Regions from separate parts of the Mus musculus genome. Here regions 1, 2, 3 and 4 are each linked to region 5. The links are chromatin contacts, called in public ChIA-PET, HiChIP or PLAC-seq and promoter capture Hi-C maps. All regions are on one chromosome and are shown on one strand. The core of a region is the stretch at or near the end of the contact, and the rest is flanking DNA. Distances in the headings are between cores, read along the strand shown.

What was found. ChIA-PET counts read pairs in DNA pulled down with a chosen protein or histone mark. HiChIP or PLAC-seq counts read pairs in DNA pulled down with a chosen protein or histone mark. Capture Hi-C pulls out chosen DNA fragments and counts their contacts.
Region 1: an RNA polymerase II ChIA-PET map of effector CD8 T cells shows a contact between it and region 5, with 21 read pairs. The contact joins the promoter of Sult2b1 here to the promoter of Snrnp70 in region 5. A contact is called at or near these places in 2 of 115 datasets of contacts at active chromatin or transcription factors (effector CD8 T cells and microglia).
Region 2: a promoter capture Hi-C map of liver shows a contact between it and region 5, with 2.6 times the contacts expected there. The contact joins the promoter of Prrg2 here to the promoter of Snrnp70 in region 5. A contact is called at or near these places in 11 of 39 promoter capture datasets (the C10 cell line, the HPC-7 cell line, cranial neural crest and 7 more), 5 of 484 Hi-C or Micro-C datasets (B cells, CD4 T cells, cerebellum and 2 more), 9 of 115 datasets of contacts at active chromatin or transcription factors (effector CD8 T cells, embryonic basal ganglia, embryonic hindbrain and 5 more) and 4 of 9 other capture datasets (adipose tissue, liver, macrophages and 1 more).
Region 3: a FOXA1 HiChIP or PLAC-seq map of pancreatic cancer cells shows a contact between it and region 5. The contact joins the promoter of Grwd1 here to the promoter of Snrnp70 in region 5. A contact is called at or near these places in 4 of 39 promoter capture datasets (hippocampal neurons, liver and pre-B cells), 1 of 115 datasets of contacts at active chromatin or transcription factors (pancreatic cancer cells) and 1 of 9 other capture datasets (pancreatic islet).
Region 4: a contact with region 5 is called in an HNF4G HiChIP or PLAC-seq map of pancreatic cancer cells. The contact joins the promoter of Fut2 here to the promoter of Snrnp70 in region 5. A contact is called at or near these places in 4 of 39 promoter capture datasets (cranial neural crest, liver, macrophages and 1 more), 2 of 115 datasets of contacts at active chromatin or transcription factors (microglia and pancreatic cancer cells) and 3 of 9 other capture datasets (adipose tissue, macrophages and pancreatic islet).

The regions. Positions count from the first base shown.
Region 1 is chr7:45,739,955-45,744,374 of GRCm38.p6, forward strand. It overlaps Sult2b1 (sulfotransferase family, cytosolic, 2B, member 1), which reads right to left and starts at 2,524. Exons shown (of 6, transcript NM_001360784.1): 1 at 2,100-2,524. The coding sequence starts at 2,406. Gm31597 (a long non-coding RNA gene) reads left to right here and starts at 2,008. Exons shown (of 3, transcript XR_391433.4): 1 at 2,008-2,177.
Region 2 is chr7:45,059,868-45,064,796 of GRCm38.p6, forward strand. Prrg2 (proline-rich Gla (G-carboxyglutamic acid) polypeptide 2) reads right to left here and starts at 1,785. Exons shown (of 7, transcript NM_022999.1): 1 at 1,721-1,785; 2 at 874-1,025; 3 at 338-519; 4 at 105-144. The coding sequence starts at 958. It overlaps Nosip (nitric oxide synthase interacting protein), which reads left to right and starts at 2,562. Exons shown (of 9, transcript NM_025533.3): 1 at 2,562-2,664.
Region 3 is chr7:45,828,075-45,832,655 of GRCm38.p6, forward strand. It overlaps Grwd1 (glutamate-rich WD repeat containing 1), which reads right to left and starts at 2,715. Exons shown (of 7, transcript NM_153419.2): 1 at 2,521-2,715; 2 at 2,218-2,335; 3 at 1,908-2,070. The coding sequence starts at 2,707. Grin2d (glutamate receptor, ionotropic, NMDA2D (epsilon 4)) reads right to left here. Exons shown (of 12, transcript NM_008172.2): 12 at 4,409-4,581.
Region 4 is chr7:45,664,749-45,669,436 of GRCm38.p6, forward strand. Fut2 (fucosyltransferase 2) reads right to left here and starts at 1,646. Exons shown (of 3, transcript NM_001271993.1): 1 at 1,450-1,646. It overlaps Gm39008 (a long non-coding RNA gene), which reads left to right. Exons shown (of 5, transcript XR_882068.2): 3 at 155-1,668.
Region 5 is chr7:45,394,004-45,398,760 of GRCm38.p6, forward strand. Snrnp70 (small nuclear ribonucleoprotein 70 (U1)) reads right to left here and starts at 1,739. Exons shown (of 10, transcript NM_009224.5): 1 at 1,506-1,739; 2 at 656-812. The coding sequence starts at 802.

The DNA of each region.
Region 1 (4,420 bases), core at 1,274-3,773, 350 kb after region 5:
GACAAGAGCCCTCCACCAGGACGTCTCAGGACCTCTTCAGTGAAGCTGAATCTGGAGACAGGAGCAAGGAAGTCCCGCCCCGCAATCCATGGCTGCGTGTGTGTGTGTGTGTGTGTGTGTGTGTGTGTGTGTGTGTGTGCGCGTGTGTGCGTGTGTGATTTTCCCTGCAGAGGGTGGGGTCACTCCTGTGCCGGCTGCCTCTCTATGCTCTTGAAACCCTATACTGGGGACCTCATCATTGTGACTATTTTAAGTTCCAGGTTGAGTTGGCAACATTTAAAGACAACCATGTTGTTTTGCAATAGTCACGCCTGTCTTGACACCCCCCCCCCAAAAAAAAAACAAAACAAAAAAACAAAACAAAACAAACTTGTCCTTTTTCCAACAGAAACTGCAATCCTTAAACAAATGCCCTCGCCAGGCAGTGGTGGCGCATGCCTTTAATCCCAGCACTTGGGAGTCAGAGGCAGGTGGATTTCTGAGTTCCAGGCCGGCCTGGTCTACAGAGTGAGTTTCAGGACAGCCAGGGCTACACAGAGAAACCCTGTCTTGAAAAAACAAAAAACAAAAAAACAAAACAAAACAAAAAAATGCTCTCATTTCTCACCTTAGGTAGGCCCTGCCCCACCCACCCTGCCCCCATCTCACTCCTGTTACCGCCCTAGCTGCTCCCCCCCTCCCCCACCAAGCATGGCTATTTTAAGGGCCCCATGTAATTCCTTTTGTGTCTGGCTCCATTTTTTTTAGCATGATATCTATAAGGTTCATACTTGTACTCGGTGGGGTGAGTTAGGGCTTTTTTGGGTTGGTTTGTTTGTTATTTTATTTTTTCTTGATTTTGGTTTTCTGAGACAGGGTTTCTCTGTGTAGCCCTGGCTGTCCTGGAACTCACTCTGTAGACCAGGCTGGCCTCGAACCCAGTCTGTACCTGAGGATGACCTTTAACTCCGACCCTCTTACTTTCCCCTCCAACATGCTGGGATTACAGATGTGCACCATGTAGCCAGCCCTCCTAGTTCGCCTCAGCTGCCAGCACAGCCCAGAATTACCCAGATCTCAGCTGAGCTGGGGGGTTGACTCCATTGGTCTGAGGACATGTTTGTGATAGATTGTCTTCTTTTATCATTGTTTATTTGTTTAAATATGTTTTTTGTTTATTTACTATTTGTCTCCCCATGTAGCCCTGGCTGGCCTCGAACTCACCTGCCCCTGCCCTCTTAGTGCTGAGATTAAAGACATATGCTGCCCGGGGGCACACTCTTGATAGCTAATTGATAGAGAAGGTCCTAGCCCACTCAGGGCAGTGCCCCTCCTGGGCAGGGGCCTGGGGTTTATAGAGTTAGCTGAGCAAGCTCTAAGGAGCCAGGCAGTCACAGCAGGATCCTGTGTGATTTCTGCTTCTGTTCCTGATTGCGTTGCTTCTCTGTGATAAGGCTGGGGCCTGGAAGTGTAAGCCACACAGGGCCTGTCTTCCTTCGGTTGCTTTTGGTCAGGTGGTCTATTACAGCGACAAAGAGAGAAGCAGAATGCGCAGTGGCTTTCCTTCTCTGTGAAGACTGTGGAGTAGTCTGCATGCGAATTCACACGAAATGAGGAACCTCCTCCACAGACACGCGCGGTTCCGAGAACAAGCAACAGCCAGGGCAGACAGAGCGCTCAGAGAGAGCCAGATTAACCTTCCAGTGGATAAGCAGAGGTTTACCCAGTGACACTGTGCCCAGCAGCACACACCTGCCATTCCAGAACCCGAGACACTGAGACAGCAGGACCAGCTGAGGTTCAAGGCCAGCCTGGGCTACATGAAAACCTTTCTCAACAAAAATGAACAAATTACCCAGCAAACCATGCGCGGCTGGTGGCACTCAGTGCTGTGAAGGCTTGGGAGACAGGGAAGGATTGGGGACACTGTGGCAGCCCTAGAGGGGAGGGGACATTAGCTAGGCCTTCAGAGTCTCCCTGGAGCAGGGACTTAGTGCGCAGTGCAAAGGAAGGTACTGTTAGCAGAGGACAAGCTGCCGGGTTCTGCAAAGCAGGCTCCTCCCCTTCCTCCTCCCTTCTCTCCTCCCTTCCTCCCCAGCCCAGACTAGCACTACCGGTACCTGATTTGGGGTAGGTGACAATGAAGATGTCGTCGTCCCGCACGTTGCTAGTGTTCTCAGCCAGACTGAGGCTCTCCGGTGAGTACATGCCGACAGGAAAAGGGATACCTTTGTATCTGAAGTATTCACCTCCAAAATTCCAGCTGAAAGAGGGGAAGGGCACGTGTAAAGAAGACCAAGGAGGTGGGCAAGAGTCGCAGGGCCCTCCATTCACACGCCAGTGAGGAGTGTCCTTTCTCTGAGCCCCGTGTGTCCACCTGAGGAGTAGATCCACTTCAACTCCACCACAGCAGTCCCGTGATGTCATACTGTCGCCCCCACACTATGGGTGTAGAAAGCTGAGCGTGGAGGGTGGGAGTGACTCGCCCAAAGCTACGCTTCTGGTAGGAGGAAGGGTACTTCATGTCTGCAAAGTGGAGCTAAGTGTTCTCCTTATGTCTATTCCACATCCCAACCCTGGAGGGCGACACCACGTCATCAGGCCATTTTCCGAACGAGGAACCCAAGCCAAAGGTGGCAGGTGCCCCCGCCAACGCTGCACGCTGCAGAGCCCATGTGAGAACCCACGATGACTCACCGAGAAGCTAAAACGATCTAGCTGTTTGTCCCAAAGCCATGACGCATTTACGCAGCCACGAAACCGAGTTTCCAAAGAGAAGACTGAACCTAGACCTTTCAGAATGGTGCAAGAAGTGGTCCACTACGGAGCCCCGCCCCATCCCCCCCCCCCCCGCACTGTGAGCCCCGCCCACAGCCCTCTATTAATTTGTTGGAGACAGAGTCTCACTAAGCTGTTCTGGCTGGTCTTGAACTTTTGATTCTTGTGTGTCAGCCTCCTAAGTAGCTAGGATGACAGATTTGGGCCACCAGGCTCATGTGGGACACATATTTTATCTACTGATTTTTTTGTACTGATGGAGCTTGAGCCTTGATGCTGACACATTAGGCTATCACTCGACCACCACGCTACAACCCTTGGTTTCATGTTTTGAGGGAAAAGGAAACCACAGCATATTGCTTTGTTTTGAAGAAACGCACCCACTAAAAGTTCCTAAGAACAGCCTGGCTTCTGGATGCCGCATCTGCTTCGTTCCTCTGACTGGTGGGACCTCTGTGAGTGAGACCAGTGGATCACATCACGCTGGTCATTCCCAAAGGCTGAGACAGGAGGACAGAGAACTAAAGGCCAACTCCAAAAGTACAGGGAGATTTGGACTCAAAAAGGAAAAGACACTGGGGTGTGGTGGCGCACACTTTAAGTCCCAGGCAGAGTCAGGGAGATCGCTGAGTTTAAGGCCAGCCTGGTCTACAGAGTGAGTTCCAGGACAGCCAGGGCTACACAGAGAAACCCTATCTCGGAAAAAAAAAAAAAAAAAGACAGGGTTTCTCTGTGTAGCCCTGGCTGTCCTGGAACTCACTCTGTAGACCAGGCTGGCCTCGAACTCAGAAATCTGCTTGCCTCTGCTTCCCGAGTGCTGGGATTAAAGGCGTGCGCCACCACGCCCGGCTGAGAAACCCTGTCTTGAAAAACGAAAAAAAAAAAAAAGAAGAAAGAAAGAAAGAAAGAAGAAAGTTTGTAGTGGTAGAGCCCCTACCTAGAATCCCCATTCCAGCTTACACTTCTACATTGCTGTTCATCACTAAAGGAAGTCAGGACTGGAACTCAAGCAGGTCAGGGAGCAGGAGCTGATGCAGAGGCCATGGAGGGATATTACTTACTGGCTTGCTTCCCCTGGCTTGCTTAGCTTGCTTTCTTATAGAATCCAAGACTACCAGCCCAGAGATGGCACCACCCACAGCCCCCCCCCCCTTGATCACTAATTGAGAAAATGTCTTACCGTTGGATCTCATGATCTCATGGAGGCATTTCCTCAACTGAAGCTCCTTTTTCTGTGATAACTCCAGCCTGTGTCAAGTTGACACAAAACCAGCCTGTACACCCAATGAGGGGCAGGCGACGTGGCTCAGTGGTAGAGCCTCTGCCTAGAACTCCCCAGTGAGGGATGGGCATGGCTGTATGGTGTGTCACTAGGCCCTAGAACAGCAGTAATGACAATGCTGACAACGAGAGTTTGGTTTTGAGGTAAAACTCAGACACATGGAGGAGAAGGCATTTAGGAACGCTCACTGTGGGATGCTCTCTGTGCCTTGGGTTTTCTGGTGTATAGATGGATATAATGCCTGCTACCTTGTAGCATTTTGTAAAGCACTCGGGGCTCTGTCTAACCTGGAGAAAGCATTGTATCAAAGTTGGTTAAATTTCCACAGAGAAGAAAGGCAGGAGGCTGGCTGTAAGTGGTCAGCATCCATCCTGGTTTGAA
Region 2 (4,929 bases), core at 535-3,034, 330 kb before region 5:
GAGGGAAGGTAGTCCTGTATGTGTGGAGGGGATGTTGGATTGAACTCCAGGGCTAAAGGCTGCTTCCCCAACACAGGACGAGAGGGCTGAGAAGCATCACTCACCTCCCTTGCCATTGTACGTATAGCTTTCCCAGAAGCGCTCCTAGGGTTAGAGAAGAGAAGGAAAAGATAGCAACTGAACACGAAAAGTCATGCCCCGCCCCCACCCCACCAGTCCACCCTGACATAGGAGACCCCATGGAGGTGAGGAGGGAGCTGAAGGCTGGAGCCTGTGATCCTTAACACCTAGAGAAGGCGGACAGGCCCTCGATGCCAGGGTCCTCTGAGGCCCTCACCGTCAGTGTGTTGTCCTCAAAGTACTCCCGGGCCTCCTCCCAGGAGCACCTCTCCTCCAGACACTCCCGTTCCAGGTTCCCAGGGGTCAGCAACTCCAGGTCCCAGTGGTTAGCACGAGGAAAACGCCTGCGGCCAACTAAGAAACTCTGGGCCTCTGGGGCATCCAGGAAGATGTCAAGAACTAAGGACATCAGAGTCAAAAGCAGAGTCCTTAGGATAGAGGACAAAGAAGACAAAGAACTATGGGGTCCTAGGGGTACGGACCAGGCCTGGAGAACCCTGAGCAAGAGGGGACAGAGTTTTCACCATTGGGCATGAAGGAGGAAGACTGGAGTCTGGAACTCTACTTCTGAAGCAGGGGGTGACCATGTGGATCTGAGGGGAGAAGCCGGGGCACAGACCCTAGGATCTGAGGGAGAAGCGTCCGGGTCCAGGAATCTAGGAAGTCTCCTGGCTAGGGAGAGGCAGAACTAAACCTCTGCAAGGCTCTTCTCCAAACACTCACCTTCAAACTTGAAGAGACTCAAACACTCACCTTGGTTTTGCTCTCTGTGAGGTGAGGTGTCCAGGCAGGTGGCCAATCCCATATAGACTAAGAGCAGGGAAGGACGGCCCCTCATACTGTGTGGACTCCCAGATGACAAATGCTGCAGCGGAGTTAGGAGGCCAGGACTCCCTGCCCGCACTCTGCCATCATGATAAAAGCAAGTAACCAACTCGTGTCCCATGCCAGACACCGTGGGTCTTTATCAACTCAGGACTTTATCAAGACAGGGTTTCTCTGTCTGTGTAGCCCTGGCTGTCCTGGAACTCACTCTGTAGAGCAGGCTGGCCTCAAACTCAGAACTCTGCCTGCCTCTGCCTCCCAAGCGCTGGGATTAAAGGTGTGCCACCACTGCCTGGCTCATCTTAATTTTCAAGCCAGTCCTATTACTCCTGCCATTTTTATAGGTGAAGAACGTGTTACCAGGTAGTAAAGTCATTTGCCTATTGTACCAGGTTTTCGAATGTCAGAGGAGGACTTTGGAGGTGACAATGATAAGCACACAGTTGCTGAGGCTTGCTTTCTCTACCTATCACAAACCTGACAACACACAGTAGGCATTTAAACAAGCTCATCATCAACCCTCTTCCCTTCCAGCCCAGCAGATTACATTCCAAGTCAGCCTCCCTCTACCTGTTGCCTCATCGAGCCTCAGAGATCAGAGACTACACGACAGATCAGGTCGTATATTTCTAGGTCTTGAAGGCTTGAGGAGACAGAGCCCTGGGGATCCACAGCCTAGAGCTTGGGTCCCAAGTTTCTAGATCCCAATAACGTGGGGAATCAGGACACCAGATCCTCTGCCCAGGAGTTTCTCGGGGAGCATGCACCCACTTACCTGGCCAGGGCTGGGAGCTCTGCCTCTCTTCTTTAACGAAGGCCCTCTGGGTCAGAGTAGCCAGCTGTGCAAAGGGGTAGGCAAGAGGGGAGGGGAGGAGAGGAGGGGAGCTCCTCCTGGGTTACTAGGCCCGAGCCGGCTACTGGCGAGGGGGCGGGGCTACTGATTACCTTCTTTGGGAGGGACTCAGGTAAGGGACAAAGTACTTAAAGGGACCATAGGATCAAGGTCTTCAGTGCCACGGCCCCACACAGAAGAAACAAGGCTTTCCGACACCATGGAGGGATCTAGGGGGCTTTATTAGAGTCTCCTCTTCCCTACTTGTCCAGCCCGAGTCTCTCTCTACAGACGACTTGGCAGAGCCAGGAAAATAAATCTTAGGTCTCAAGAGATCTACACACTGGTGGGAAGGGAATTCTTTGGTTCCTAGAATAACTGGGCGGTACCACAATAAATCTGTTTCCTGAGGATAACTTGAACAGTTTAGTCTCGAGATCTTTGAAAATTGTTTTTTCTATAATAGGGGAAAGAGTTCTCACTTATCGACTCTTAAGATGCAATGGGGGAAAAAATAAGTAATATATTTGGGGAACTGGATATCAGTCTCTTCGGGTGACAGAGTTAAGTCTCCAAACTCAAACTTGAAGAGACTCAAAGCAACTGCCCCGCTCTGGGTAATGCCTAGAACAGGCTAGGGTGTCTCCCAGAGTCAAACCACTTTCGCTCACCGGAACCTTCGAGTAGTCACTCACGTTTCCGGGGGGATGGAAGAGAAGAAGAAAGCACTTACCAAGCCAGGCGAAGCGCCTCCGCGACTAGGGGCAGAATTATTTCCGGTCTCCTCCTGTCGGGCGGAAGTAGGAGGAGTAGAGTTTAAAAACAGTACTCTTTTTCCGGTTCGGGACGTAGTTGAAGCAACGACAAGCCGGATAACCGCTCTTGAGGTAAGCTGCAGGCGGTGAGGGGTCGCGTCGCCAAGTTTCCTTCTTGTGGGAGAAATTTGCAGTTCTGAGGGAGGTAGGATAAGGTTTCGCACTCCGAATCCCTGTCAATCATTAACAGCGCTCTTGAACGCCTAGGTTGGAAGACGAACTACATTTCCCAGGATGCCTTGTACTGTCTCCCTCATCCTGGCTGGTTGTAGAAAATGTAGTTCCGCAGTAGAGGAGTGATGCGGACCAAGTGAGGGGGAACTTGGGGTTCCCTGTGTTAGTGAGAGTTGAGGTCGGATTTCTAGACAATGGTGAGGAGGGGAATGAGCAGTAGTGGTTTGGACCCTTGAAGGTTCCTTGAAGCAATTAAAATATTTTATTCTGCTTGAGACCGAGTCTCAGTATGTAGCCCTTGCTGTTATAGAACTCGCTATGTAGTTAGCCTCAAACTCACAAAGATCCGCCAACCTCTGCCGCCCAAGTGTTGAGATTAAAAGTGTGCACCACCACACCTAGCACTTATTACCCCCCCCCCCCCGCCCCATTGTTCGTTTTTGTTTTTTGGCTTTTCGAGACAGGGTTTCTCTGTGTAGCTCTGGCTGTCCTGGAACTAGCTCTGTAGACCAGGCTGGCCTCCAACTCAGAAATCCGCCTGCCTCTGACTCCCAAGTGCTGGGATTAAAGGCGTGCGCCACCACCCCAACGATTATTGTATTTTTTTGAGGCAAGGTGACATGTAGTCCAGGCTGCATCGAATTTCACTAAATATCTCTAAGGAGATTAAGATTTATTAGCTGGGCAGTGGCAAAAAAAAAAAGATTTATTTAAAGTAACGAGGGGGGGGATGGGTGGGATTAGGGTGCATGATGTAAAATTCACAAAGAACGTAGGACATTTGAAAGCCCCCAGAAGGAGATTTATTTAAAGGGGTATGGTAGACACATCTTTGATCCCAGAACTGGGCGCAGAGGTAGATGGATTTTCCTGAGTTTGAGACCAGCCAGGGCTACATAGTGAGACACTATCCTGAAAAGAAAAGGAAAGGAAAAGAAAAGAAATGCTTTCCTTTTATTTTATGTAAACGAGGGTTTTGCCTGTTTTTATGATTGTGCACTCCATGTGAATGCACTGTCTACAGAGCCCAGAAGGCCATTAGGTCCCCTAGAACTGGAGTTGTGAACTGCCATGTGTGTGTTAGGTATCAAACCCAGGTCCTTTGGAAGAACAGCCAGTGCTTTTAGCCACTGCCTCATCTCTCCAGCTTCTTAATTTGTTTTTTGTTTTTTTTGTTTGTTTTTTGTTTTGTTTTGTTTTGTTTTGTTTCTTGAGATGCACAACCTGGTACTGAAATTAAAGGCATGCAGTCCCCACTCCTGGCTCATGTTCTTATTTTCAATGAGGTTTATTGGGATATAATTTCACATACTGTATACTTTACCCACTTAGAGCAAACAATTCAGTGGTTTGTAGTATACGCCCAGAATTGTACTGACATCACCACTAACAATTTTAGAGCATGTTCTCTGGGTGTGGTACCACACCTGCACTCCCCTCAGTCCTGAGGAATTGAATGCCTTCTGGCCTCCAAGGGCAGCAGGCAGTAAGCTGCTTCAGAGATGTAATTACTCAGTAGGTAGAGGCTGAACAATCAACAGTTCAAGGTCATCCTCAGATGCATAGAGAATCCGAGGCCTGGACTACATGAACTACCCTCTCAAACTGGACATGGTTAACACCCCCTAAGAAAGATCTTGTCCCACATTCTTTGCCACTTAGTCTTTCTCACCCCCAGTTCTTGGCAGTCTCTAAACTCGTATGCATTTGCCTAATCGGCTGGGCTTTTGTGACTGGCTTCTCTCCCGCACTGTGTTGTTTCTAGGTCTGTCCCTGTTATGGCCTGTTTGCAGATGAACAGTCTGTTGTATGAGATATGCTGTGCCTTATTTCTCCATCAGTTGGTGGACCTTTAGGATTGTCTCTATTGGCTATACGAGGTGCTGCTGTGAGCATTTGTACACAAGGCTTATATGGACGTTCCAGGACAGCCAGGGCTATACAGAGAAACCCTGTCTCGAAAAACAAACAAAACAAAACAAACAAACAAACTATATATATATATTTTTATGTATGAGTGCTCTGTTTACACGTACACCTGCATGCCAGAAGAGGCATCAGATGTAGATGGTCGTGAGCCATCATGTGTTTGCTAGGATTTGAACTCAGGACCTCTGGAAGAACAGTGTTCTTAACCATTGAGCCATCTCCCCAGCCAGTTGT
Region 3 (4,581 bases), core at 1,465-3,964, 440 kb after region 5:
CTACAGACAAATATAGTCCCCAGACAGCTTTGTAGGAGGAAACTACATGCTCCCAGACCAGCTGATGGCCAGGTCACCTCCTGGCTCTGGGAACAGAAACAGCAAAAGGATGAAGCTCAAGCTCCCAGTGGAGTTCTAGAAAACACTGCGGGTTCTACCGCTCTCACGTCCTTCCCCCTCTACAGTCACTCCAAGATCCTTAAACTGCCCTATTACCATAGACAACACATTCCTCTGACCATCTCCACGGTGGCTAGTTTTATGTCAACTTGACATAAACTAGAGTAATCTGAGAGAAGAGCTTCAATAGAGAAAAAGCCTCAGAGACATAGGGCTGCAGGCAGTAGGACGCTTTGTTAATTAGGAGGGCCCAGTCCATTGTGGGTGGTGCCAGCCTTGGGCAGGCGGTCCCAGATTCTATAAGAAAACAGCTTAGTTGGGCAGTGGTGGAACACAACTTTGGGAGGCAGAGGCAGGCAAATCTTTGCGTTCGAGGCCAGCCTGGTCTACAGAGCTAGGTCCAGGACAGCCAGAACATACAAAGAAACCCTGTCAAACAAAACAATATGAAAAAGACTGAAACAAGCAAGCTGAGTAAGCCATGACAAGCAGGCCAGTAAGCAGCACCCCTTCATGGCCTCTGCATCAGTCCCTGCCACCACATTCTTGCTGTTTCAGTTCCTGTCCTGACTTCCTTTGGTGATGAACAGTGATGTGGAGGTGTAAGCCAAACAAAGCCTTTCCTATCTAAGTTACTTTTGGTCACCGCATCTTATCACAGCGTTAGTAACCCTAACTAAGACATTCACCTTCAGTCTAAAACATTGAGACCCATGTTTGGCTGTCTCCTTCCTCACACCCATCTACGCTGCGCCTCTCAAAACTTTTCTAACCACCTGTACTGTGGCCACCCTTCCCGTGAGTTGTTCCTTATGTAATCAAACACTTTTGGCTCTCTGCAGTCAATTTTCCACACAGAAGCCAGCGGGAGCCTCTGAAAACAAGTACCAGACCAATCACTCCTCTACTTTACGTCCTCCACTTATTCCTAATTTCTCCTGAAGCAGAAACCAAGACTTACATTAGCCCACAAGGGCAAAGCAACCAGTCTTCCAGGCGCTCACCCTGCACATCTGTCACTGTCCCCGCTTAGTCTATTCTGCTCCACACACAGTCGCCTCTCCAGTTTCCCCTGAGATTCTGAATCATGTGTGCCAGGTGCACCCCAGGGTCTTGGCACTTTCGTTTTTCTTCTCTGCAAATCTGTTTCCACAAACACCCCAGCCCTGACACTTGCTGCAGGTCTCTAGTCCAAGAACACCGACTTACCCAGTCCTCCTCAAATTCACCATTTACAAAAAACAACTCTACCCTAGGAACACCCTTATACTACCACACTCAGCATCTTGTAACAAACTACAAGCTTTCTCTTGTTCCCTTTCCCACTAGTATGTTATGTTCATGGGCCCAGAGCTTTCTGTCTACAGGCTAAACCTTCTGGGAATAATGTAACAGATACAGGTCCAACAGAGACAGGTCCAGCTACGGGTTGGCTTTTGCTCTACATGCTCCTTGTATACCGTCTCCCTTTTTTGCTCATCTACCTGATCATAAAGTGCTCTATTTATTGAACTTGAGGTGAGCGCTCTACCACTAAGCTGCCTTTGAACTCATTCTATCCTGCCTCAGTTCCTAAGCAACAGCTCAGTAACACCCTTGCGTTTCACCACAATCAGGAGCTGTTTCAGCCTTTATTATCTGTTTATCAGCTCATAGAGTGAAAATGTCTGAAAATGAGGGGGGAGGGAGAGAAGCTGAGGGGCTGGAGGAGGTACTGAGAGACATTTGGATCTAGGGGGAGGGGTGTGCTGCAGAGAATCCTTAACAAGCCCCTGGAAAGACTGTACCCGAACTCGGTTGATGCCACCGTAGTGAGGAACCATGGCCAGTTCCAGCTGAGGTTTCTGCTCCTCCTCATCCTCTTCATCTTCATCTTCCTCATCGTCATCACTGCCCTCTGAGGGTGACGGCCTGGTGCCATGGAGATTGTGCATCCGAAGCATCATCAGTCTGGGGAAGCAAATACGGGTTAGAAACTGAGTGCCGGGATGTTGAAGGAGGAGGGAGGCTGGGGTCCCAGACTTTTAGGTCTGGCATTAGCAGAGAGCCCTAATGCGTGGGGCCTTGTGGATGTCTTGCAAAGGTCCTGGGTCTCACCTATTGCTCTGGGCGCTCTCCGCCTGGGTTCCCGCACACAGGTAAAGACTGAGAGGGAGCTCTGTCCGGTTGTCGCCCAAGTGATCTCGAACTATGTCAAAGCTGAGACAAGGGGCGCCTAGGGATGGGCGGGGAGATTAGAGTTGCTGAGTAGGAACGAGAGACTGGGAACTCGGCCTCCACCTCCTCCAAAGGCCGGCAGTCTGCAGGGTCACAATCCTCAGACTCCAGACCCTTCGTCCCCCAGACCCCAAGACAGGCCTTTCATTTCCCTGGACCCGAGAGTCAGGTCCCTCTGCCTACCAGTTTGCGCACGATGGTACAGCACGTAGGCCTCTTCATCCATTACCAGCTCCTCTCCCTCGCTCAGTGGCGGCCCTCTGCCGGGCAGGTAGACCTGGGATGGGCCTTCGGTTCCTGGGTCGCAGGTTTCAGCCTCCATGGGTTCTCCGGTTTCACACGTGCGACTCCGGCCCTTGCGCGCCGCCATCTTCGAACCTTCTTGCCCCGGACGCGAAGTGAGAGCGTCACTTCCGGGTTTCACCTCCCACAGTCTAAGACCCGTCCCACTGTACTGTTACCTTGGAAACCTGTGAACCAGCCAGAAGAAGGTAATGCGCAGAGAGATGGCCGCCACAAAGTAACCGCGTCCTGGCTCAGTGAGAAGACTTATATTAGGAGCAATTTTGTCTTTCGTGTGACCTTGGGGAATTCTTCCGCGCAGCAATGGCAAGACCTTCTGGGAGTTGTAGTTCTACAGAAGTCCTCGGCTTCAGAGCCCTCTCCATCTTCCACCTTTCATTCCCAGGGTTGTCTTTCCATTTAGTTAATTATTCATGTATGTAAACGAGCACTTACTGGCAAGGAGACTGGGCTTCTGTTCCCCGAGGACCTTTAAGGCCGATTTCTTCTCCTCTCCTTGTTATGATGGTTTTAAATTATTTCAAAATGCTTTAGGGTAGACAGGCTGGACATTATGTATAAGTTAGTGGATTGGATCTATCCTCCAGGGGCAGACCATTTCCCAACCAGGCATTCCCAGGGCAGCTCTGGTCAGCAGGCACTTAATCAGAAAGTCTCTCTTGAGGCTGCTGCTACAACTGAGTCAGCTCTCTTTATCTACCCATGTACACCCGAGTTTTGGTTAATTGGAGTAATGAAATATTGGAAACAGATCCTCACTGGTGAGATTAAGGAGATTCAAGGCGTGGGTTGGCCACTCTCCATTTGCATAAAATAACCCATCAAATCATTCTTGCCAGTAGCAAGGAGTAGGTCTCTAGATTTGGTCCTAATTTGTGCATCCCTTTTTGTATCTCTACTCTTGGGGGTGTTGTCTCTGCCCTGTCACCTCTCCACCCCTCTCCCCTGGACTCTTGCCGCTTCCTGGGGTTGACTGTGCTTTCCCCAATCTCCTGTTTTCTAGGACTGGGGACTGAACTCAGGGTGTTATGAATATTACAACACCCTGCCTCCGCTACACCACCAGCCCAGTTTCTGTTGTCTGACTGTCCTCCCTAAGGACTCAGTTCTCAGTTTCCATTTTTCTCCAGAGAAGTTGAAGGGACAGACACAGAACTCAGGCTTGGACTGAGGAGGCGTAAAAACATGGTTTTATTCCAAACACTGCAGTGTAGGAGCGGGAGAGGGGAGGAAAGGTCAGGTGTGGGCTCCCAGACCCTCCTCTCAGCCCAGCCTCAGACCCTGCTGAAATCTGGGAAAGGAGACCTGGGGGTGGAGTGTCTGCTGGATTATCACTGAAGGGTCACAAATAAGGGCTGGACTTGAAGATGTGATTGGTGGCATCTGGGGTGGTAGGTGAGTGGGGGGAGACAGGTAAAGGTAGGACTTTCGTGGAGGAGAGGTCATAGGTCAGAGCCAACAAGGATCTAAAAGGGAGGGGTCATTGAGGTCTGACATGAAGGGTCACAGTCTGGTCGGGGCACAGTCTGGGGTCAGATGATCATTTTAGGTGTTGGAAGTCACAGTCTGGGGTCAGGGGTTTCTGTGTGGCGGGGCCAAGGTCTGGAGTCACAGTTTGGCATACGCGTCTCACAGTTTTGAGTCCTGATGAATGAAAGGTTAAAAACAGGCTCCCCTAGAGGTGTGTCTGGGGCTAGGGAGCTGCACAGTGATGTGAGGGCCATGGCCCGGAGCGTAGGGGTGGGGCGCGGCGTGACCCCCCCACACCTCCCGCCAATCAGGTGACGTTAAAAAGCCCTTTTCGGGTTTAAAAAAGAGTCGGTGGGCTCCAAGAACCCCGCCCCCTTGCTCTCAGGATGGGTGAGATTTGGGCGACCGAGTCCCCTCTGGCTCATAGTTCCCCCAAGGCAAGGGGGTGGGGCGCAGGACGCTGCTCCAGGC
Region 4 (4,688 bases), core at 396-2,895, 270 kb after region 5:
TCCCAGCACACAGGAGGCAGGCGGATTTCAGCCTGGTCTACAGAGTGAGTTCTAGGGCAGCCAGCCGCACACAGGGAAACCCTACCTAGAAAAGCCGGAAAAAAGGGTGGGTTATGGCCAGAGCCATGCCCTTGGCCTTTGATTCACTTTATAGGAGCACAATGCTGACACCCGGAGCTGCTCGGGGACTACAGACTCATGTTCAGTCGCCTTTGCCGTCTTCTCAGGGGACAGCAGACTGCCGCTAAGGAAGGGAGCCAGATTCACATCACTTGTGATCCAAAGGCTAGGTAGGCACTTGGGTGAGTTTGGGAAGACCAAGGACTGTGGGAGGACTGGAAGCTGAAGCCATGGAGGACTGTAGAGCAGCAGTTTGGCTCCAGTCCAAGGCTGAGGAGGCAATGGGAGGAGCTTAGACTCTCTCTTTGATCTCTGTGGTCAGGAAGATCAATTACCATGTGCCTAGCCTCAGTTTACCTTCTGTTGGAGGGGTGCGGTATGCTGGAAAGAGGTCCCAGCTTTGAAGGAAGAATCCTTCTCCAGTTCCCTAGAAGCAGAGAGAGAAGCTCTCTCGATGTAGTCCAGGCTGATACCTAACTTAGCAATGCTCCTGCCTCAGCGTCTTGAATACTAGTATGACAAGCATAAGCCGCTGCACTCACCTCTTTCTAGCCTGTGTCCTCAGAACTGCCTTTTCCACCCAGAGCGCCCTGCCCCCAGCATCCCCTCCACATCAGCTCAGAGACAGGAGCCAGGTACATGGCTGGCTCCACCCCATCAGTGCCATTCCTGTGACTGGCACCGCTTTCTTCCTGTTCTGTCCCTGTGCCAAGGAACACTGGCATTAGGAGTCTCAGGGCAGTTTATCAGAGTAGCTGCCACATTGAAATCTCCAACAGAGGATCGGGATCCTCCCCCCCCCCTGCCCCCCATGACAGCTGCAGGTTTCTGAGGGCCCCCTAGGCTGATATGGAAGCCAAGGATACGGGAACAGGAAAATCCGGTTACATCCAGCCCAATTCTGCCTTTCATCTACTCTTGTTACTGGAATCAGTAGCAGGGAGAGAGCTGAGGATCTGAGAGGTGAAGCGGAGATTGGGGTTAAGAGGTCAACCAGCAGGGCAGGATGGTAGTCGGTGTGCAGGGAGTAGGGCTATGGGGGTGCTGGGCGAACACAGGGCTGGTGAGCCGGGAGCTTGGGAGACCCAGGGACTGGAAAAACTAAGGTCTGGGATCCCGGGATCTGGAGGACTCAGGACCTGAAGGAACTAGCTGGGGACTTGAGGCTGGGACTCCAGAGTCTGGGAGAACCAGGGTCTCTTCTCAGCAATGGCATCTCCTTCCAGAGAGCCCTGGGGTGGGGTCAGAGACCAATGCATCCAGTTCCTGGATCCCTAGGGCTCGTCAGGATTCAGGGGACCTGCCCCCAACCTCCTCACCTGTACTCACCTCTTCTGGCTGTGGTAACAGGGAAATGACCTAGGAATGGACGAACCGCAGCGTGGCTCTGCGGACTGGACGGCAGTGTGTATCTTCCAGCTTGGCTCTTCGTTCAGGACCAAGGAAACTTCCTGAGTTTAACCACAGCCCTGGATAGAAACTCCACCCAGGGTGTACCTGCTGACATCCTAGAACCAGAGAGGCTGGACCCGGAGGAGGCAGTCAAAGGTTAGCTTCCTCTCAGGTGCCTGCTGGGATGATAGCCAGGAGGGGCAGTTTGAAGAAATTGACACAGTCCAGCCCTGCCTTCTCCTGCAGATTCCCAAGAGCCTCAACCTCTGTCAACAACAACAACAACAACACTTTTTTGGATTTTTATGCATGCGTGCACGTGTGTGTGTGTGTGTGTGTGTGTGTGTGTGGCTGTCTACCCTGTTAGCAGGTGCTTTTCAACTTAAAAAAGGAAAAAAGAGCACACGTGTGGAGTCCTGAGGACTACTCTACTTTTGGATGTCCTCATATTCCGACCTGGTCGGAGTCTCCTCTGTGGCTGCCATGTTGTGTATCTCAAGCTGGGTGACTTGAGGGCTTTTGTTGCATGGCGCTCCTCTCTCTGTCCCCCCTCACTGCAGGAGAGCTAGTATTACAGCATCACGACTTCAGGTTTGGGAGGTAGGTGCTTTCATCTGCGAAGCCATCTTACTGACTCTCTTCTTCACCTTCTTTTGTGCATGTGCGGGGAATTGAACTCGGGTCCTCAGGCCCACACAGCACACATTCCAACTCTTCGGTTCTTTGGTTCTGAAGCTTTTCTTTCTTTCTTTTTTTTTTTTTTTAAAGAAATATTTTATTTTTATTTATGTGTGTAGCCTCTGTGGGCTGAGTCATTCCCTCACCCCTGGGCTTTCCTTGGTCTGGGTATTGAACTCTGGTCCACATGCTTGCTCAGCACAGCTTCACCAAATGAGTGAACTTGAGAGCCAACAGTATACAAAGATTCTTTTTTCCCCTTCCCTTTTGGTATGTAGGAAATTGAGTACAGGCCTCATGAACCATACACTCACCCCCTATGGCTGACTCTCTTTAGCTCTGAGACAGGGTCTCACTATGTAGCCCTGGTTTGCCTGGAACTTATGTAACCCTGGATGGCCTTGAAATCAAAGATCTACCTGTTTCTGCCTCTCAAGTACTAAGATGAATATAGTGTGCATCCCTAATACTATGCACGCTTAATAGATCTATGTGCACAGGAGAAAGCCAAGTACAGAGAGGGAAAGTAACTCCCTTGAAGTCACACAGCCATCTGAAGCCAGGCAAGCTGAGGCTTGGCCAAGGCCACACAAAAAACAGTTCTTGTCACTTCTGTTCACGTTCTGTTATTGTTTGTTTTGTGTGTTTGCTTGTTTGTTTTGAGACAGGGTCTCTCTAGAGCCCTGCCTGTGCCAGAACTCATTATGTATGTAGGCCAGACTGATCTCAAACTCCCAGCGATCCATTTGCCTCCTGAGTGCTAGCATTAAAGAAGTGCCACCAATATTAGGATAAAGTGACAAAAAGGGTACCTTTCCTCTGCTCTGGGAGAGCAAAAGGCCAATTTGGAGTGGGGACATGAGAGAGAGAGACAGATACTGAGAGAGACATAGAGAACTAACAGAGAGAGAGAGAGAGCGCGTGCGCGCGCGCACGCGCGCGCCTTTAGAGGGGCGCTGTTGCTATGCAACTCTCAGCGCTCTAATACTGGAGATGTGCTGCACCTGTCTTTGGCAGGCAATGGCGATGACATAAGCTGCTGCCAATGAGTTACTCAAAACCAGGCTGGCAGGCTGCCGAACTTACAACAGCCACACCCAGCAATTTTTTTACTATTTGCAATTTTTATTTTTGCTACAAGGGATTGAATGGTACACCATTTGTGCTGATTGGTTGTATCACCACCAAGTTACCACCCCCAATTCTAGTTTGTTTCTTCCTTCCTTCCTTCCTTCCTTCCTTCCTTCCTTCCTTCCTTCCTTCCTTTCTTTCTTAAACTTCTGTCCACCAAGGTATAATGAATGGCCCAGGCCTGTAAGCACAGACTCAGGTGGCAGGTGCAGTAAGACACACCAAATTTGAGGCTAGCCTTCCATACTGAGTTCCAGGCAAACCAGGGCTACAGAGGGAGGCCCTGTCTCAAAACCCCATGATCCTGTGATGGAGAGATGGCTCAGCAGTTGAGAGTTCTTTCTGCTTATGCACAGGGCCTGTGTGCACTTTCCAGTGTGTATTTTGGGTGTTGGAGTGGGCAAGGGCAGCCTCAGATTTAACTGCAACTCTAGCTCCATACAATTGAACAAATGTTAAAACAACAAAAACCTAGCCCAGCAATGATGGCTCCCGCCTTTATCCCCAGCAGTGATGGCACCCGCCTTTTTATCCCCAGCAGTGATGGCACCCGCCTTTTTATCTCCAGCAGTGATGGCACCCGCCTTTTTATCCCCAGCAGTGATGGCACCCGCCTTTTTATCCCCAGCAGTGATGGCTCCCGCCTTTATCCCCAGCACTGGGGAAGCAGACCCAGGAGGAGCTCTAGGTTTGAGGCAAGTTCTAGGAATTCCTAGCAAGTTCCTACAGCTAGGAATACACAAAGAAACCCTATCTCAAAAAAATAAAAAGAAATGAAACAAAATTAATTAATTAACACCAAACTCAAAGCAAAAAATCAAAAACAAAACAAAAACAAAAACAAAACTCCCAGGAACAAATGCAATAATATATAAGTATAAAATTATTTTAGACGGTAACCTAAACAATTAATTTTAAAAAATTTCTGGAGGGCCTGAAAAGATGGCTCGGGGGATTAAGAACATGACCACAGTTCAGTAACCAGCTTTTACATTGGGCTGCTCACAACTGGAACTCAGGATACAGAGGATCTGGTGCCCTCTGCTGGTCTTCACAGGCACCTGCACTCATGTGTACATAACATACACACAAACATATGTACGTGTAATTTAAAATAATAAAAATAGGGATTGGAGAGCAATACGTGCACTTACGGCTCTTATGGAGGACCAGGGTTCAGTTCCGAGCACCGACTTCAGGTGGTTCACACCGCTCCGTAGCTCCAGCTTCAGGGGAATCCAACTCCTCACCCCTCTATGTGTGTGCGCTCAGGTGCACATAGCCACAGCAGGCACATAGTTAAAAATCATAAAAATTAATGTTTTGAAAGTATGGCCTGGGGAGATAGCTCAGTTGGTAAAGCATTC
Region 5 (4,757 bases), core at 489-2,988:
GGTGGATCACCTAACCCTGGAGAGGCAAAGGCAAGCAGATCTCTTGAGTTTGAGGCCAGCCTGGTCTACAGAGTGAGTTCCAGAACAGCCAGGGCTACACAGAGAAACCCTGTCTGGGGACTTAGGAGTCAGGGTGGAGACACAATTGCCAATGTAACCAATTTGGCCAATCACTTGGGCTAGGGACTACCACATCCATACAAAAGATATTCTTAACCCTACAAGGAAATGAGCCGCTCCTGGAAGCACACACCCATTACATGCAGCATTTACATGACTGAGAAAGGACTGCCATAAGATCTAAGCTACACAGCAAAACCGTATCTCAAAACTCAACGAAAAGAGGTTAGCACTATGGTTCTGCAGGCTAAGGCTCTTGCAGCCACGCCTGACAACCTAGGCTTCATCTCTTGGACCCACAAGATGGAGAGAATGGCCTCTTTCAAGCTGTCCTCCGACATTCACAGATTTGCACATACACCCACATATACAAAAGTATAATTAAAAAAATTAAAATGCACACAAAAGCACAAAACATGATCAGAAAACGTAAAAGCCACATGTGTGAACCACACAACTAAAACTGTTTTGAAGCCGAATGCCTCAGGGTAGCCTGCCCCATCCAGAGCTAAACCCTCCCTCCCAACATGCTCACCTCAAACTCTCGGATGTATGGTGCAATGCCACAGTAAGGTTGGTTATGGTGTTTTTCATGTGGCAGCTTTTCCAGGGGTGGCAGGTATGGGATGGGATCTCGGGGTGCAAAAAGGGCCAGAAGGTTGGGAGGCAGAAACTGTGTCATCTTGCCAAATCTAAGACCAGAAACGTTATGTTAGCATACTTTACTTAGCACTGCTTTCTTTTAGGCCCCCTTCACCCAAAACAAACAAACAAACAAACAAACAGGTGTGAGATTTGGAGACGGATGCTGCTATCCTGGTCAAGGGAGTGACCAACATCTGCTTGAAGAAAAGCTCTTGGTAAGAGCTGAAAAACTTAAGGCTGGTAACAGAAAACAAAGGGGAAAAGGAGTAGGAGGTGTGGGACCCAGGTCGAAGCCTCGCGCTCTAGAGGTTGCTCGCTTCATACCTTTAAGATTATGAAGTAGGGATTTCAAGGGAGGCCATAAGGATAATATCCAGGAAGCCAGGGGCCTCTGCGTAAAATATCTAGGAGCCGAGAGACGAAAGGAATTATGGGTAGAGGTCCAGGATGCGACCAAAAAAAAAAAAAAAAAAAAAGGCGAGAAAAAAAGGCAACACACAAACCGCAAGGGCCTGTGGGTAGGGGACCGCAGGAGATTGGGGGAGGGGGATCCTGAGGGAAAGAAGGCTGGAGTGCCCAGAGAACTCTGGGTAAAGGATGGGGGACGCAGAGGGAGAAGTCAAAGGCACTAACCCGGGAAACGGGCCACAGCAGCGGGGAAAGGGTTCGGGAACCCCGCAAGGGCTTGTGGGTAGCGGCCCCACTCCCCGTTAAGGCCTCTCATTCACCCACTCACTCACCGCGCGGCGCTCTCCTCAGCCTGACGTTAGCCTCAGGCCTCGCGGCCGCCCTTCACAAACAAAAACTCCCGCTCCGACTTCCACTTCGGCGGCGCCCGCGTCAGGTAGCTTCGGTGGTCCGCGCAGCGCGCGCAAACCAGACCTCTCCTCACAACCCGCGCGGCCTCAGCTCGCGACCAGAACTGGGAGTGGAGACGACTCGAATCCCTCCGCCTTTCGCAATGCGCATGCGCCGTACGAGTCAAACGACACCCTCACAGCAGTCCAGGCCTTACCAGGGGCACTGCGCATGCGCCAAAACTGTACTCATTCTGAAATGGCTAAACATCCGCGGCCCGGCTGTCGTACTGCGCATGCGTGATCGGACCTAGGTCGGTCTCAGCCTCGCGCTCTAGCTAACCGCCTATGACCGCGAGACACTTATGGAAGGTCCGCCCTTTCTCCTTACACTTCCCGGACCTTGTGCGCATGCGTCTAAGTGATGCACCACGTCGCATATCCTTCCGCAGCCTGTCAAAAAGTGCCTGCATGAACAGGGTCTTTGCGTTTACGTTGGATTTGACAGGAAACTCTTGCCCGGGTAGCGGTTGTGCACGCCTTTTATCCCAGCACTTAGGAGGCAGAGGCAGGCGGATTTCTGAGTTCGAGGCCAGCCTGGTCTACAGAGTGAGTTCCCGGACAGCCAGGGCTATAAAGAGAAACCCTGTCACAGGGAGGAAAAAGAGAGAGAGAGAGAGAACTCTTTCCCAAAATTTTTGTATGTGCTAGCCACCGTTTGGCTCATGATAAAATAGTCATCTCTTTGGCTCAGTGGTTAAGAGCGCCGACTGCTCTTCCGAAGGTCCCGAGTTCAAATGCCAGCAACCACATGGTGGCTCACAACCATCCATAACGAAATCTGATGCCCTCTTCTGGAGTATCTGAGGACAGCTACAGTGTACTTACATATAATAAATGAATAAATCTTTAAAAAAAAGTCATCTCTTCTTCCTGGAGCTCATATTGTTGAGAGAAAAAGATAAATCTGTTTTGTATTATTTTTCCTTTTTATTTTGTCTTTTATTTTTTTCTTTCTCAGAGCTGAGGACCAAACCCAGGGCCTTGCTCTACCACTGAGCTAAATCCCCAACCCCTACTTTTCCTTTTTAATGTGTTCTGTTGTTTTTATCTTTACTTTTTTTCAGACAAAGTTTCACCATAGCCAAAGATGTCTTTGCATTTTGTATCAGTATGTATATTTTATCTTTTTATATATATGTGTGTGTGTGTATATGTGTGTGTGTATATATATATATATACACACACACATATATATTTCCTGTTTTCTGTACACCAGGCTGACCTTGAACCCACTGACCTCTGCCTCCAGAGTGCTGGGATCAAAGGCATAGAGCACACAATTCCAGGCTTTTTCTTTTTCATTTTCTCTTCTTTCTCCTTCTTCCTTCTTTCTTTTGTTTCTTTCTTCTTCATTGGAGACAATGAAGGATCTGGAGAGATGACTCAGCAGTTAAGGGCAACTGGCTGCTCCCTCCCACGGTCCTGAATTTGATTTCCAGCAACCACATGATAGCTCACAACTATCTATAATGGGATCTAATGCCCTATTCTGTTTTATGCTCTCTGTTATGGAGGCATACAGGCATGTAGAGCGCTCATACACATACATACATACATACATACATACATACATAAATTTTTAAAGTAAAGCTGGGCAGTGGTGGCGCAGGCCTTTAATCCCAGCACTTGGGAGGCAACGGCAGGAGGATTTCTGAGTTTGAGGTCATCCTGGTCTACAGAGTAGTTCCAGGACAGCCAGGGCTACATGGAGAAACCCTGTTTCGAAAAACCACACACACACACACACACACAAAACTTTAGAGTGCACTGCCCATAGAGCAGCTCAGGCTAACCCTGTCCATCTCACTCCCATATTAATGGGATTACAGGCTCCTAGATTATCTGAGTTTGGGATGGAACCTGGGGCAACTCTACAAAAAAGTCCTCTCCACCCTGACCTTCACCTCTTGGCAATCCCCCTGACTCAGCTTTCTATGTGCTGGGTTTACAGAATTTGCCACTACCCAGGGTTTGTAGTTTAAAGGCCAGCCTGTGCTACAGAGAAGCCTCTCTCAGGAAAACAAAGAGAGGAGCTGGGGAGATGGCTTCTGTATAAGGAGCCGAGTTCACCCACATGCCCCTCCTCTGCACCTGTAAAAATCTCAGCACTTAGAGCGCTGTCTATAACTCCAGCACGAAAGATGGAGAGGGGAGGATTCCTCTCAGTCGCCAAGAGTTTAATTCCAGGTGGAGTGAAAGGCCTGGATAATTAAGGTGGAGAGTGACTGAGGAAAACCAAAAACTCGGTGGGGCCTTGACCTCTGATCTCCACCCCAACCTGCAGTGCATGGCTGCACACAACTTTAGTCCCAGCATTTTGGAGGCAGAGGCAGGTGAACCTCTGGAATTTGAGGCCAGTCTGGGCTACATGTCCAGTTCCAGGTCTAGATGTAGATCTCTATATGACAGAGAGACCAAGTCTCAAAAAACAAAAACAAACTTACAAGGTAACCCAAGATGGCATTGAACCCTTATGTAGTGAAGGGTGTGTTGACATTTTGTCTAGGCTCTGCCCCGCAGTTACTTGGCAGCAGCCAGGTGTGCCTGACTCACTATAAAAGGGGCTGCTTGCCCCCTCCTCCCTCTCTTGCCTTCTTGTTCTCCCTCCGTCCCTTGCTCCTGCCCCACCCCCACCCCTCTCCATTTCCCCTCCTGCCTCTCTCCCCACGTGCTCATGGCCTGCCTCTACTCCTCTACTCTTTCTCTCTCTGCCTTTCTCTGTCTCTACTACCCTCTCAGCTCCCCTCCCCATGCCCTGAATAAACTCTGTTTTATACTATACCATCGTGTGGCTGGTCCCTCAGGAGGAAGGGATGTCTCAGCATGGGCCCGCAGAGGCACCCCCACACACACACCTGGTTGCAAAGCCACCAAACACATCCCTTCTCTATCTCTTTATGAGCCACTACAGGATGGCCTTGAAATTCTGGCCCTCCTACTAACATACACTCCCACTCCCAGGTCATAAAAGTGGTAGGGATTTAAACTCAGGACGTTTTGTTGATTTGTTTATTTTTTTTCCTGGGGGTGTTGTTTGTTTGTTTTTTGTTTTTGTTTTTGGGAACAGGACTTCTCTTTAGCTCTGGCTGTCCTGGAATTATCTCTTTAGATGAGGCTGTTCTTGAACTCACA